Linked DNA regions of Zea mays: region 2 is linked to region 1. A link is a contact called in public Hi-C data. All regions are on one chromosome and are shown on one strand. The core of a region is the stretch at or near the end of the contact, and the rest is flanking DNA. Distances in the headings are between cores, read along the strand shown. Region 1 holds the start of LOC542124 (single myb histone 6). Region 2 holds the start of LOC103649724 (receptor-like protein 11).

Region 1 (3,503 bases), core at 982-3,481:
AAGGCAAATAATGTTGACGTTCAAAAGTAAAGGAAAATGGGAACGTAGACAGACCATAAATAAAGCATATTGTAAGTCTATAAGTTCTAGAAAGAAACAGAAACAAGAGAAGAATGTACACCTCTATGTAATTAGCAATAGTAGTTCTGTGGGACCCTGTAGGCTCATTCAAAGAAACAAAAACAAGAGAAGAATGCACACCTCTATGTAATTAGCAATAGTAGTTCTGTGGGACCCTGTAGGCTCATTCAAGTTCTTTATAGCCTCCATTATAATATTGTCTAGCCTGCATTAAAGCAATAGTAAGTGAAGACTTCAGTCTATCTAGTTTTCTATTGAGATAATGAAGAGAGAGAGGGAGATAAGCTAAACGGCACAATTATGTATTATTACACATGCATATGTAATCACCTTGAGTGAGATTTCTTTGAATTTGAAGTATTCCATCCTTCAACAGACATTGATACTATGGGCTTTACATCAACAATCTCATCATCAACCTCAGAAGTGATTGTGCTCATTGCCAACAATTGGTCATTATTCTTAGGAGCAGCTCGGGTTCTCCTCGTGGAAGTTCTCCCCCTGTCACGAGTACTCGATGAAGTGACAATTACATTCATGTTGCGCCATTTGTCCTAAGTAGTGATTAATAAAAAAGGAACATATGAGCATTAAGATTGAAGATGAATCTAGAAATTTGAAAACCAAAAGACACATGATTTCAAGGAATACCCAAATATGGCAGTCCCTTCACTAAATCAATCTTACGTAAAAACGAGTGAATAGATTTAACCTTTAGGTCAACATTCGAGCGGTAGCGCAATGTGGAGCTAAGTTCTGGATCATTCAATATCATGCGCCAATTTCCAACTCCATGTCTGGCTACTCCAGCTCTAAGAGCAGCCTCTTCCTCAGAAGTCCACCTCTGTTTTGGAGCCCCCATGCGTAGGCCCAGTCTTTTTAGTCAAATACAATATTATGAACACGAATGCATACCTTCTAACCTGGATTGTGAAATTCAATCCATTAAAGCATTGTAAAACAAAAAAAGAATATAGCCACTGTTGTACTATAATAGATTAACACTGCTGCAAACATTGAATCATCTGAAAACTCAATTCCATGAATATTTTGGCAACAAACAAATCCATAATGTGCAAAAACTTATCACAAATAAGTTCTTGTTTTAATATGTAAAAGATCCTGCCATGATTGGCTAAAGAAGAAAATCAGGTTTGAAGTACAACTTAAATATACCGAATATTGGAGAGGGAGTCTAATGTACAACATAAAAATATGTACAGGCCTAGAAATTACTGAAGATATTTGCTGATTTCCAAAGGCTCCATTACTGTTCATGAATAGAGATTATGATATCCATCGTAGTATTACTCCCTTCGGACAAAAGTGGTGTTATAGACATCGGCACTGTCCTGAATACATAACTTTGACTACTAGTTCCTGTCGTGATATATTTATGAATGATTTGCGGACCAAGATTAGGTTGGTTCTTTGCACACAACCCAAAACATCACTTATCTGTGACTGTGTGGGAGTACATATGAGACAAAATGGCATAAAATGGCCTCTGTGATGTGACCAAACAGAGCTTCAAACTAGAGCTTACAAAGCAAATTCAGAACTGCCTTTTTTTGTCAGAGAAGTGGTGAACACCAATCCAATCATATCTCAATAAGCTTGTGCATTTCTATTTAATAATTCCATTGCTATGCCAGCATGAACTAACCTCCTATGGTACCAAAACAAACCAATACAAACATTGATGTAGGACATAAGACAACATGGGAGCATTGAAAGGAACTGCTTAACCATCTCCATTTCTTAAACTCCATGGGTGCCCTTTCTAACAAATCCAAACAAACTTAACAAATTATCAACACAGGAAGATGGTGAGTTCAGGGGCAGAGCCAGTAAAGTACATGGGTGTGCAAATGTACAATGTTCGCCCGATACTTTCTGCCAAAAAATCGCAGTTGGTACGCATAATACATGTATACGCTTGCAATAATGCAATTAGATCAGATCCGAATATACAAATACCCATATAGGTTAACTTAGGGTTCGGGTGCTTGGTTTCTCACAACTGGTAGGGCAGAGAAGGGATCCACATACCTAGCGGGCGCTCGTCGTTGGCGAAGGGCCCGAGAAAGACCTGGCGAAGGCACCGACGAGGCTAGACCTGGGCGCCTGGTATAGGACGGCAGTTGCGCCACGCGCAGGAGAGAGAGAGAGCGGCAGAGCCAGAGCGCACACGCGGCGTGAACGGCGGTGAACGGGCACCGGGGTACGCCCGATTTTTCCCTCCGCCGCGGTGACAGCAGTGCGCGCAGTTTTTTTTTATTATATTAGCCTTTTTAGATGATAGCTGAATGACCGTGCGTTGCAACGAGAATATATAATATTAGTATACTACGATAACTTATATATAAAATGTGTGTTATACCGTTACGAGAAAATGTTTCATAATCAATTTGTGATTCTGGCCATACATAAATTTTGTTATTTATAATATATCTGTTTCACCACTACATTGAAACCATCAGTATCATGCAGACTTCGATATATGTCACGCTCTGTATGGTCTCATCATTGGAGAGCACGTTGTTGGGGTGAAGGCGAAGCCGCTACCCTTCGCTCGATGCCTTCGCCGATCTCGCCGCACCAACGGAGGTAAAGCGACCGGCAGTTTCCACCCTTCGTCCAACACGCCGCAAGACGAAGGCCTACGACGAGGTCGCTCCGTCTCGCGGCCTCGTCCAACACGAAGGCCCACGCGGAATTCGGCTCATTGTAACAGGCCCCGGTCGGCTGAGTGTATTACGGGCCCGATTTGTAAAGACTTTTCTGTAATGACAGTCTGTAACCCTGCTTTATTGGAATATTTCGGGGATGACCTAGGCGCCTGAGGGCACATGCGTCCTTAATCCAAGACGCTGGGTACTCAGGCACCTATAAATACCCCTGCACAGTGCCCTTGAGAGACTGGATTAACAGAGCAATTGCCTTCCTGAGCTAAAACCTTTTTGCATTACTTTCACTCCCCCGTTGGATCATCTTGCTCGGGGGAGCAAGTTCCAACATTTGACGCCCACCGTAGAGCCCGAACCCACGACCACAAGGTTAAGAGCCTTGTGCTCTACCGACTGAGCTAGACGGGGCGACCTCGTCGTAGGCCTTCGTCTTGCAGCGTGTTGGACGAAGGGTGGAAACTGCCGGTCGCTTTGCCTCCGTTGGTGCGGCGAGATCGACGAAGGCATCGAGCGAAGGGTAGCGGCTTCGCCTTCGCCCCAACATTTGCCCTCTGAGGGACCAGTTCGACTATCGCTAGATGGTGGAGATGCTGCCCTCGTGGCGAGTTCCAACATTTGGCGCCCACCGTTCGTGCTACGAAAAAACCACCCGCGATGGCACCCAAGAGAGCTAGCTCGAAGGCAGCCCCATCCGTTGACGAAGCAGCGAAGGCAGCGCTGTTGGCCGAGAAA
Region 2 (3,081 bases), core at 347-2,846, 190 kb after region 1:
CCGGTCTTGTTCTCCGTGACCCGAGTCGATTCGGGGTAGGATGATGATGGCGCTTCCTGTTGACGTGGCGGGTCTGTGCCCTAGGCAGGGTGACGTGGGGGTTCCTCCGAAGCCGAGGTTGAGTCTGTCTTCTGTGGCCGTGGCCGAGCCCGAGCCATGGGGTCGGGCGAGGCGGAAGTCGTTCGGCCGAGGCCAGGGCGGAGTCCGAGCCCTGGGGTCGGGCGAGGCGGAGTTTCGTCGTCTTCCGGGTGTTAGCCCGAGTCCGAGCCCTGGGGTCGGGCGGAGCGGAGTTCGCCGTCTTCCGGGTCTTAGCCCGAGTCCGAGCCCTGGGGTCGGGCGGAGCGGAGTTCGCCGTCTTCCGGGTCTTAGCCCGAGTCCGAGCCCTGGGGTCGGGCGGAGCGGAGTTCGCCGTCTTCCGGGTCTTAGCCCGAGTCCGAGCCCTGGGGTCGGGCGGAGCGGAGTTCGCCGTCTTCCGGGTCTTAGCCCGAGTCCGAGCCCTTGGGTCGGGCGGAACGGAGTTCGCCGTCTTCCGGGTCTTAGCCCGAGTCCGAGCCCTGGGGTCGGGCGGAGCGGAGTTCGCCGTGGCGCTTTTGGCAAGGCCTGACTGCCTGTCAGACTCACTCTGTCGAGTGGCACCGCAGTCGGAGTGGCGCAGGCGGCGCTGTCCTTCTGTCAGACTGGCCAGTGGAGCGGTGGAGTGACGGCGGTCACTTCGGCTCTGCCGGGGGCGCGTGTCAGGATAAAGGTGTCAGGCCGCCTTTGCGTTAAATGCTCCTGCAATTTGGTCAGTCGGTGTGGCGATTTAGTCAAGGTCGCTTCTGAGCGAAGCCAAGGCCTTGGGCGAGCCGGTGATGTGTCCGCCGTAAAAAGGGGGGCCTCGGGCGAGACGGAGGTCTCTCGAGGTCGGCTGCCCTTGGCCGAGGCTAGGCTCGGGTGAAGCGTGATCGAGTCACTCGCGTGGACTGATCCCTGACTTAATCGTACCCATCAGGCCTTTGCAGCTTTATGCTGATGGGGGTTACCAGCTGAGAATTAGGCGTCTTGAGGGTACCCCTAATTATGGTCTCCGACACTATGAGTGGCAAAATTTTAGTTGTTACATCAAACACACTTGACTCATCCCTATCCTGTAGCTAGCAGCGAGAAGAATTTGTTTTCCCCTCTAATTAGGAGTTGATGAAGCTAATATTTTGTCCACTAGTTTTTTTTAAATAAATTATCCAGTAGCTACCGTGTTGTGTTTCTTCTCTTTGGTCTTTTCTGCATTCTTGGATAGCACGTAGCTTATGTCAGCACCTAACGTTAATATACATAAGATCCGTAGTGCTTATTTATTTGTACAAATAAATAGCACGTAGAGTATAACTTTATTAGTGCTTACTAATTTGTAAGACGTAATAAGTTATCTGTAGGATCCATAGTGTAGTAAAGTGGTGTTTATGCTCAAAGCCCCTTTTCTATACGAGAAAGAAAAGACTAAAAAATTAAGAAATAAACTATGCGTTCAGATGAACTTGTTTTGTGCTTGCGTGTGCGTGTGCGTGTGCCATGGTTTATACTTATATACAAGAATGCAGTCAAATAATCAGAGAGAAGAAACACTAGCACGATATTGCGCGTGCCACCCCTCGAGGCGTGGGCAACAAGAGGAACGAGTCTGGACTCTGGAGCTCTCAATATGGTCTCCCGTACCAGCAACCAGCAGCTCCTGCTGAGCCTGTTCGTTGTCCTTGGAATCCACCAACTCTCCTGCTCCCTCGCCACCAGCAGCAACCAAACTACCAAGCCACCGGCAGCCGCTCCGTGCCGGCCGGACCAGTCCTCGGCGCTGCTCCGGCTCCGGCGTTCCATCTCCACCACCACCGACTCCACGTGCACCCTCGCGTCGTGGCGGAACGGCACGGACTGCTGCCGCTGGGAGGGCGTCGCCTGCGCCGCCGCCGCCGACGGCCGCGTCACCACCCTCGACCTCGGCGAATGCGGGCTGCAGAGCGACGGCCTCCACCCGGCGCTTTTCGACCTCACCTCCCTGAGGTACCTGGACTTGTCCACGAACACCTTCAACGAGTCAGAGCTCCCGGCCGCCGGGTTCGAGCGGCTTACCGAGCTCACCCACCTCAACCTCTCCTACACCGACTTCGTAGGCAAGATACCGCACGGGATGCGGCGGCTCAGCAAGCTGGTGTCTCTGGACTTCACCAACTGGATCTACCTCGTTGAGGGCGACAACGACTACTTCCTGCCGCTCGGGGATGGGAGGTGGCCTATCGTAGAGCCAGACATCGGAGCGCTCGTCGCCAACCTCAGCAACCTCAAGGAGCTTCACCTCGGCAACGTCGACTTGTCTGGCAACGGGGCAGCGTGGTGCAGTGCCTTCGCTAACTCCACTCCCCAGCTCCAGGTTCTCAGCCTACAGAACACCCACATCGACGCTCCGATTTGTGAGTCGCTGTCAGCCATTCGCTCGCTGACCAAGATCAACCTGAACTACAACAAAGTGTACGGCCGGATTCCAGAGTCCTTCGCTGACATGCCTTCCCTCAGTGTTCTTCGTCTTGCCTATAATCGCCTCGAAGGACGGTTCCCCATGAGGATCTTCCAGAACAGAAACTTGACGGTTGTTGATGTCAGTTATAATTCTAAAGTATCCGGTCTACTGCCCAACTTCTCATCTGCCAGTATTATGACGGAACTGCTTTGTAGCAACACTAACTTCTCTGGTCCCATTCCTAGTTCAATAAGTAATCTCAAAGCCCTCAAGAAATTAGGTATTGCAGCAGCTGACGACCTACACCAGGAGCACCTCCCCACTTCGATCGGTGAGCTCAGATCGTTGACATCATTACAGGTTTCTGGGGCTGGTGTGGTAGGAGAAATACCATCTTGGGTCGCAAATTTAACTTCTCTGGAGACTCTACAGTTCTCGAGCTGTGGCTTATCTGGCCAAATACCTTCATTCATAGGTAACCTCAAGAACCTGAGTACATTGAAATTGTATGCATGCAACTTTTCTGGCCAGGTTCCTCCACATCTATTTAATCTGACTCAACTACAGATCATAAATTTGCATTCCAACAGTTT

Evidence for each region. A called contact is a pair of places that touch in the nucleus more often than the background predicts.
Region 2: a Hi-C map of ear shows a contact between it and region 1, with 2.2 times the contacts expected there. The contact joins the promoter of LOC103649724 here to the promoter of LOC542124 in region 1. A contact is called at or near these places in 3 of 25 Hi-C or Micro-C datasets (ear and leaf) and 1 of 3 datasets of contacts at active chromatin or transcription factors (leaf).

The regions. Positions count from the first base shown.
Region 1 is chr3:14,446,666-14,450,168 of Zm-B73-REFERENCE-NAM-5.0, forward strand. LOC542124 (single myb histone 6) reads right to left here and starts at 2,232. Exons shown (of 6, transcript NM_001111756.1): 1 at 2,134-2,232; 2 at 794-1,004; 3 at 412-635; 4 at 202-286. The coding sequence starts at 943.
Region 2 is chr3:14,637,031-14,640,111 of Zm-B73-REFERENCE-NAM-5.0, forward strand. LOC103649724 (receptor-like protein 11) reads left to right here and starts at 1,597. Exons shown (of 1, transcript XM_008675459.3): 1 at 1,597-3,081. The coding sequence starts at 1,679.